Regions from separate parts of the Mus musculus genome. Here all the other regions are linked to region 1. Evidence: chromatin contacts called from public HiChIP or PLAC-seq and Micro-C data. All regions are on one chromosome and are shown on one strand. Each heading gives the region's core, a stretch centred on a gene start, on an enhancer-like site or on the middle of the called end of the contact. The rest is flanking DNA. Distances are from core to core; before and after follow the strand shown. Region 1 overlaps Ltbp4 (latent transforming growth factor beta binding protein 4). Region 2 holds the start of Ttc9b (tetratricopeptide repeat domain 9B). Region 3 overlaps 2310022A10Rik (RIKEN cDNA 2310022A10 gene).

Evidence for each region. A called contact is a pair of places that touch in the nucleus more often than the background predicts. HiChIP or PLAC-seq counts read pairs in DNA pulled down with a chosen protein or histone mark.
Region 2: a Micro-C map of embryonic stem cells shows a contact between it and region 1, with 2.0 times the contacts expected there. The contact joins the promoter of Ttc9b here to the enhancer-like site in region 1. A contact is called at or near these places in 3 of 39 promoter capture datasets (embryonic stem cells, pre-B cells and stem cell-derived epiblast-like cells), 2 of 484 Hi-C or Micro-C datasets (both in embryonic stem cells), 1 of 115 datasets of contacts at active chromatin or transcription factors (embryonic stem cells) and 1 of 9 other capture datasets (liver).
Region 3: an H3K27ac HiChIP or PLAC-seq map of embryonic stem cells shows a contact between it and region 1, with 5 read pairs. The contact joins two enhancer-like sites. A contact is called at or near these places in 4 of 115 datasets of contacts at active chromatin or transcription factors (embryonic stem cells, large pre-B cells and stem cell-derived neural progenitor cells) and 3 of 9 other capture datasets (adipose tissue, liver and pancreatic islet).

What each region holds. Positions count from the first base shown.
Region 1 is chr7:27,309,363-27,311,870 of GRCm38.p6, forward strand. It overlaps Ltbp4 (latent transforming growth factor beta binding protein 4), which reads right to left. Exons shown (of 30, transcript NM_001113549.1): 23 at 1,159-1,425; 24 at 819-890; 25 at 1-52. Among named protein-coding and RNA genes, the nearest start is that of Gm30543, 19 kb to the right of the region's middle. Within about 2 kb of position 1,254, at least 41 of the 459 cell types and tissues checked have an H3K27ac peak or open chromatin away from gene starts, as enhancers often do. A contact at or near this core is called in embryonic stem cells and stem cell-derived epiblast-like cells, where this site is marked.
Region 2 is chr7:27,652,669-27,655,176 of GRCm38.p6, forward strand. Ttc9b (tetratricopeptide repeat domain 9B) reads left to right here and starts at 1,256. Exons shown (of 3, transcript NM_028417.1): 1 at 1,256-1,679; 2 at 2,244-2,426. The coding sequence starts at 1,259. Gm38973 (a long non-coding RNA gene) reads right to left here and starts at 1,564. Exons shown (of 3, transcript XR_881908.3): 1 at 582-1,564.
Region 3 is chr7:27,573,134-27,575,641 of GRCm38.p6, forward strand. It overlaps 2310022A10Rik (RIKEN cDNA 2310022A10 gene), which reads left to right. Exons shown (of 10, transcript NM_175107.5): 8 at 1,458-1,607. Among named protein-coding and RNA genes, the nearest start is that of Akt2, 17 kb to the right of the region's middle. Within about 2 kb of position 1,253, at least 88 of the 459 cell types and tissues checked have an H3K27ac peak or open chromatin away from gene starts, as enhancers often do. A contact at or near this core is called in embryonic stem cells, where this site is marked.

The DNA.
Region 1 (2,508 bases), core at 4-2,503:
CACACTCCGCTCTTGCACACCTGGTCCTGGAAGAGTTGGCATTCGTCCACATCTGCAGGAAAAGGTGGAGGGAGGTGAGGGCAGGGGTGGGTTTGATTTGAAGAAAACAGGTAGTGTGGGATATAGCCAGTCACAAGAGAGGAAGAGCGCAATGGTACCCGCAAGTTGAGGCACGGAAAACTGGAACCAGAAGGCAGGATGAGGAGGGGATCTTAAGAATAAAGTGAGAGACAGAAAAGGGAGCCAGGTATGTCGGAGCATGCATGAAAACCCAGCAGTCAAGAGGTGGAAATAGGAGGAACAGGAGTTCAAGGTTAGCTTCTGCTGCCTGGCTAATTCTTGGCAAGCCTGGGCTACTTGACTCTGTAGCCAAAAACACAAATTAAAAATGAGGAGAGAAAAGAAAGGTATAGCAGGTGGTACTGGCACACACCATGGATCTCAGCACTAGGGAGCCAGAGGCAGGTGGATCTCTGAGTTCAAGGCCAGCCTGGTCTATGGAGTGAGTTCCAGGACAGCCAGGGCTACCTAAGGAAATCCTGTCTTGAAAACCCAAAAGAAAATTAACAAAAAAAAAAAAAAAAAAAAAAAAAAAAAAAAAAAAAGGAAAAGGAAAAGGAAGGAAGAAGAAAAAGAAAGACAGGAGCAAGAAATTGAGTGGCTTACAAGTTTGAGGCTGGTCTGGACTACTAGTGAGATACACTCCTCAAAAATAAGCTAACAAATGAGAAAGCAAGCAAGCAAGAAGGAACAGAGGCAGGGTGAGACAGAGCTTGGCCTAGGGACTGAGGGTAGGTGGGGTTGAAGTCTGGCCTTACCTCTCCGGGCACTCAGGTCTCCACTGGGCACCAGGTAGCCCCGGCCGTGAGGACACAATGACTGGTATTCAGCTGTACATAGAAGGAAAGAACTCTGAAACCCGAGCCCCAGTCCCTGCCTGAGTTCACTGGCTGTAGCCTCCTACCAGGTGCTAAAGCCCAGGCCTGTCAGCACCCACTTCTCAGCTTCATGCCCACTGATGCCCGCCTGGTGGCTGATGGCTCACTCTTGTCCCGGCTGCACCACTAACCCAATCCTTAGTCTAAACGTATCCTCTTTCCAATCCCCATATCTACACCAAGAGCTTGAGCCCTTGTCTCCCTCACAGGCCACGCCCACCTGTCTCGGTGCCCGGGCACTGTTGGATGCGGCAGCCGCTGCCCCAGCCTTCTCCCACAGTACAGCAGCACTCCTGCCACGTCACGTTTCGGGCCAAGATATTGTCACACGCATCTGGAGCGGCTGTATCAAAGTAGCACTCGCGACGTCCACTGCTCACGGGACCCTGCCTGGGAGGGCTGGGTCTTCGAGGTGGGGGAGGGGCTGGTGGCCTGGCTGGAAGACTGGGGCTGGCAGGTGCTTGGGGCTGGGAGCCAGGGAACGTGCCTGAAGAAACAAAAGGCAAGGTATTTGTTTTTGAGAGAGGGTTTCCTTGTGTAGCATGTAGCCCTGGCTGTCCTGCAACCCACTCTGTAGACCAAGCAAACCTTGAACTCCTAGCCTCTGCCTCCCGAGTGCTAGGATTAAAGGCGTACACCACCACAAGGATTCAAACTGATTTTTAAAAATCAATATCATTTAGTAGTCTAGTACGGCATAAACTCAGAGATCCTCCTTGCCTCACCCCCTAAGTGCTGAGATTACAGGTGTGAGCCACCATGCCTAGTTTCATTTTGGCTATTTGCCCTCTCCTATCACTTTGGTATCCTTTGCTTCACACTCTCCCACTTCCTGGTGTCCCCTCAGCTATGGGACAGGAGGGGACAGGTGATTTCCTGTGCTTTCCCTGTGACCCTCTGGGTCTTCACACCCAGCTTGTCCCAGACTAGATCAAACCACTCCCCCGCCAGGCAGGCAGCCTCGTCGCTTGCCCACCTCTTAGATGTTTCTCCCACCCACTGTCCTGTAGAGAGAATCTCTTGTGCACTGTGTGGAAGCATCACCTGTCAATCAAAAGCTGATGGCCTATTAGCAAGAGGCAGGAAATAGAAGGTGGGAGTTCCAGTTTAGAGAGATTGGAACGCTAGGAGACAGAGGCGGGAGGATATATCCCGGTCTCTGAGGAAGAAAGACACGTGAAACCGAGGAGAGGTAACTAGTCTTATGGCAGACTTAGACTAGTTTGAACAGGATAATTGAGTTACAAACTGGCAGGAATGAGTCAACACTTATGACATTTATTCATAAATAAATAAGTCTCAGAGTCATTATTTTGGGAATAGGGGCACGTGTGTAAAAGCTTGAGGTTACACTGCCCCTCCCCACTCAAGACCCCTGGTTTGGTCCAACTTTGTCCTCTCTGCTTCAACACTTTCACTCAACACTTTCACACAGCATCCCCAGGGAGATTCCAAACTCTTTCTGGATTGAAACCGGTCCATGGTGCTCCGTGCCCTGAGAAGTCCAACCTCCTAAAACAAGTACCCAGAGCATTAGCGAGGCACACCTTCTAGGTATGTCTGTGAGGGC
Region 2 (2,508 bases), core at 6-2,505, 340 kb after region 1:
GTATATGTAGGAAGGGGTCAGATAACCACTTTGAGAGGCTGGTTCCACAGATGGAACTCACGTGGTGGCTACTGCTATGTTGCTGGCCCATAATGAACGAATTTCTTTCCTTTTCCCCCTCTTTTTTGAGTCAGGTGTAGCTCTGGCTGGCCCGGAAACCATAGAGTTCTGCTGCTTCTGCCTCCTAAGTGCAGGGATTGCAGGGGAGTGCCACCACAGCGCAGCCGCAGCCGCATTTTCTTGGTTGTCCTTATTGTACTGGTGGTCCTGGGCTGTCAGTGGGGACCCTTGTCACCTCCCCACTGGCTTTTCTGGAAATGGAAGGCAAGGGACAGAATGGCTAGGTTGCAGAGTTGCCTTTCCTCCAGGAAGTCCCCAGTCACACTTCAACCTAGAGCAAATGCCTCCTCTGACTTCTCCATGCTAGCCATGGCTCTCCTCCTGCGCTTCCCAGGATCAGCCACTTTGGGCTGTTACAGGTCTGTCTCTCCACTAGGCTGTGAACCTAGGAGATGTGGCTCTATCTAAATAATTCTTTCTCTCTCCTTTTCCCTCCCTTCTCCTTAATCTCCCACACCTACCTTTTCTTTGTAGTTCATGGCTGATCTGGAATTTCCTCGTTAGCACCAGATTAGCTTCAAACTTCTTTCCACTCTCCTGCCTCAGATGTCCGAGTGTGACTACAGGCAGGTGCTACCCCACTTGACTTCTGTTGTTGTTGTTTGTTTTTACATTGGCCCATCAACCCCCTCCCCCTGAACAGAAATTGAGCAATGGCTATTTGTTTATTACATAAAGAATCGATTCCAACGTATGTACTATTGTCCCGCACTATAGTACAATAGGTAATTTGAGGGGATTGTCCAAATCATAGAGTAATGAGAAACCAGTGTCTGAAGCCGGGCAGCTTGACTCCCAATCCTGTATTCTTATCCAACATGCCAAATGACTAGTGGGCTGAAAACCAGCTTTCCACAAAACTGATGTCTGCCCGCTCAGCCTTTTTCTTCTAGAAATCTCCGGGAGAACATGCAGTCGGGTGGGAGGGTAAGGACTGTGGGGACAAGGGAGAGGCGCCAGAACAACTAGACCCAGGCTGGTTTGAGGGTGAGCGAGGGGGAGTTTGGAGGGGTTTTTCTAGACCCATAGGGGGCAGCCGGAGACGGCAGCCAGAGATGTGGGGGCGGAGAAAGGGTGGGGACCGGCCCCGCGGGGGGCGATGCGGTAGCTGCAGCGGCGGCCGCAGGAGTTTCCCACAATGCAGCGCGGCGCGCTGTCCCCGGTGCTGATGCTCAGCGCTGCCCCGGAGCCTCCACCGCGCCCGCCTCCCGCCCTTTCCCCGCCGGGCCCCGGCTCAGCGCCTCGCCATGGCTCTGCTCGGTCGGGTCCTGCCCCAGAGCCGTCTGGGGGCCTGGCTGCGGCGCTCGACAGCAGCCTGCGGGCTGCCGTGGCGTTCAAGGCGGAGGGTCAGCGTTGCTACCGAGAGAAGAAGTTCCGAGAAGCCATTGGCAAGTACCACCGGGCACTGCTGCAGCTGAAGGCGGCTCAAGGGGCCCGCCCTGGCGGTCTGCCCACCCCCTCCCCGGGACCCACCACCAGCCCGGGGCCCGCCCGCCTCAGCGAGGAGCAGCGGCGCCTGGTGGAGAACACAGAGGTTGAATGTTACGACTCCCTCACTGGTACGGGGCCGTCGGGGGGCGCAGAGGACTCGGGTGAAACGGGTGGGTAGTGAGGGGGTAATCAGGAGGCTATAGAGCCTGTGGTGGCTGGAAGCTGAAGGAGTCAGGGCTGTGGTCTGGCGGGGAAGACTACAAAACTTGCTGAGGAAGAGAGTTGGGAGTAGATGAATAGGGCTTCTTGGATGGAGTAAGCAGGGGCTTGAATAATGAAACGGGCTCTGGACTTGGTCTTCTAAGCCCCACTTCCCTGACTCATTCTTTCCCCCGGTCTGCCACGCATGAGCCAAGGTTAGAAAGGCTTACCCTGCACCGGCTATTTCGTTCTTGGACCCTCCCTCTATAATTACTTGGGAAAACCTCCAGCTAATTGCTTCAGACTTGTCTGTCCTGCGCCCTCTAGCGGCGGCGCAGATAGCTCTTATACTAACAGGTTAGCTGATTAGTGTCTCCTGGTGGCCAGAGCAATCCCATATGCCCAGGGGAAGAGGTCAGGTTATTTGAGGTCATGTGAATCCTAGGGGATGCAGGCTGTGTCTGAGACTACAGGGTCTCTGCATCCCACAGCTTGCCTCCTGCAGTCGGAGCTGGTGAACTATGAGCGGGTGCGTGAGTACTGTCTCAAGGTGCTGGAGAAACAGCAGGGCAACTTCAAGGCCACCTATCGTGCCGGCATTGCCTTCTACCACTTGGGTGATTATGCACGTGCGCTGCGCTACCTACAGGAGGCCCGCAGCCGAGAGCCCACAGGTGAGTGGCAGGGCTGGGCTGGGCAGGGGGTTAGAACAGAGGAAACCTAGGCGGGAGGACCAGGGCAGAGCCAAGCCACCCC
Region 3 (2,508 bases), core at 3-2,502, 260 kb after region 1:
TGGTTGTGAGCCACCATGTGGTTGCTGGGATTTGAACTCAGGACCTTTGGAAGAGCAGTCGGTGCTCTTAACCGCTGAGCCATCTCACTGCCCCCGGCAGGTGAATTTCTAAGTTTGAGGCCAGCCTGGTCTACATGAGTTCCAGGACAGCCAGGGCTACACAGAGAAACCCTGTCTTGAAAAAACAAAAAAACAAAAACAAAAAAAAAAAAAGAAAAAAAATTAAATGTAAAAAGGTAGGCAGGGTGGCACACACTATAAGTCCAACATTCAGAAAGCAGAGGCAGGGGGATTATTCAGACTTCAAGGTTGGCTTAGTTTATATAGAGAGTTTCAGGCTAGCTAGGGGTACAGCAAACCAAAAAAGAGAAACAGAAAGTTAAACCAGTTTCTAGAGAGCTGAGATGACAGTGCCCTGAGATGAGAGACTGGTGCGCCTACCTTCTGACACTCTGAAGGGGAGTCTTTAGTTGAAATATAAAGTAGGTGTGGTAGATTATGATGTTAATTCTAATAATGGGGGTGGGGGCGCTGAGCCAGGAGAATTACAAGGTCCAAACCAGCTCAGGCTACACAGTGAGACCCTGTCTTGAACACAAAAAAGAAGTATAATTTAGGGTTGGCTCCATGGCTCTGTGAGTAAAAGCTTTTGCTGCCATGCCATTTTTTAAAAATTTTTTTACATGTTTTATGTGTAAAGTGTGAATATTTTATCTGCATTAATGTCTGCATCACGGGAATGCTTTGTGCCAGCAGAGACCACAGAGGGTATCTGATCCCTTGGGATAGGACTTACAGGTGGTTGTGAGCTACCATGTGGGTGCTGGGAATTGAACCCAGATCCTCTGCAAGTTCTCTGTAACCACTGAGCCATCTCCCCAGCCCCAAGACAAATATTTTAGAGTATAATTTAATTCTGCGCCATGCCAAACCAGTATGGCCCTTGATTACTGGTTAAAAGCTGAGTGCCCAAAACAAAAAGTCAAAAAGGGCAGGCATCCACAGCTCCAAAGGCAGCCTATGGGACTCGAATCCACCCACCCCATGGGTTCCACATTTTAGCCATTCAAGCAGGGTGTGGCATACCTCAGAGAGCCTGGGAAGTCATCACTATTGTCAAATCCCGAGCACATCTTGTGGTTTAGTCACATCAGATGACTAATGTCCTCAGTGACTCAGTCTGGTGATGGGGCAGCTGTGCACATGAAAGCCAGTCACACCAGTGAGCAATGAGAAACTGGGCTGCAGCTGGGCAGTGGTGCATGCGCATAAGCAGCCCTTGAGGGGCTGAAGCAGGAAGTTTGTGAGTTGAGACCAGCCTGGGCTACATAGTGAGACTTTCTCTCAGAATTGAGGACGGAAACAGAGGTAAACTGTCCTGACCATAGCTAGGTGTCTCTCATCCCCAGCTCAGAATATCCATCCCTAAGGGAGCTGACCCCCTGTCTCCTTACCAGCTCTGGCCCACAGGGAGGAGGAAAGCCTGGTTGTTCCCACCAAGCGGCGGCGGGTCACGGCTGAGATGGAGGGAAAGTACATCATCCACATGCCCAAGGGGACCACGCCCCGCACCCGGAAGATCCTGGAGCAGCAGCAGGCAGCAAAAGGTACAGGCTGTGTGGGCTCAGGGGGAGAGCGCTCACCTCTGCTCTGCCATCATACGCTGGGCTCATGGGTTATACGCTGGGCTCATGTCCTTCTTTGTCCTTGGAGGGCAGGGGCAAAAGGGCAGTCATGGCTGCCCTTAAAAGTAAGTGACCGTACCTGGCCAAGGGCAGGACCACAGTGCATACCGGCACTGCGAGCCAAAGCCAAGCTCAAGCTCGATGAGGCCTGTGGAGGTAGCGGTTTTATGGTGGTAATATTTCAGAACATTCTGCTGGTTCTGCTACAACTTCCCGATAGTGCACATCCTTTCCTGGGCGCCATACCCATGCTGTTGTCTGTGGACCCTGGTGGGTCACTGGGAATATGTCCTTAGAGAATCTTAGGGTTTTACTGCTGTGAACAGACATCATGACTCAGGCAACTCTTACAAGGACAACATTTAATTGGAGCTGGCTTACAGGTTCAGAGGTTCAGTCCGTTGTCATCGAGGTGGAAACATGGCAGCATGCAGGCAGGCATGGTGCAGGAGGAGCTGAGAGTTTGCTCCTCCTGAAGGCTGCGAGGAGAGACTGGCTACCAGGCAGCTAGGATGAGGGCCTTAAAGCCCATACCCACAGTGACACACCTACTCCAACAGGGCACACCTCCTGATAGTGCCACTCCCCGAGGCAAACAGATGTACACCATCACATAGAGGCTCCTTTTTCCTCCTTTCAATATTTATTTATGAGTAATCTGTTAGTTTTTTTTCGAGACAGGGTTTCTCTGTGTAGCCCTGGCTGCCCTGGAGCTCACTCTGTAGACCAGGCTGGCCTCGGACTACGAGATCCTGCTGCCTTTGTCACCTGAGTATTAGGATTAAAGGCACCATCGCCTGGCCAGTTGTTTTGAGGTGCTGGC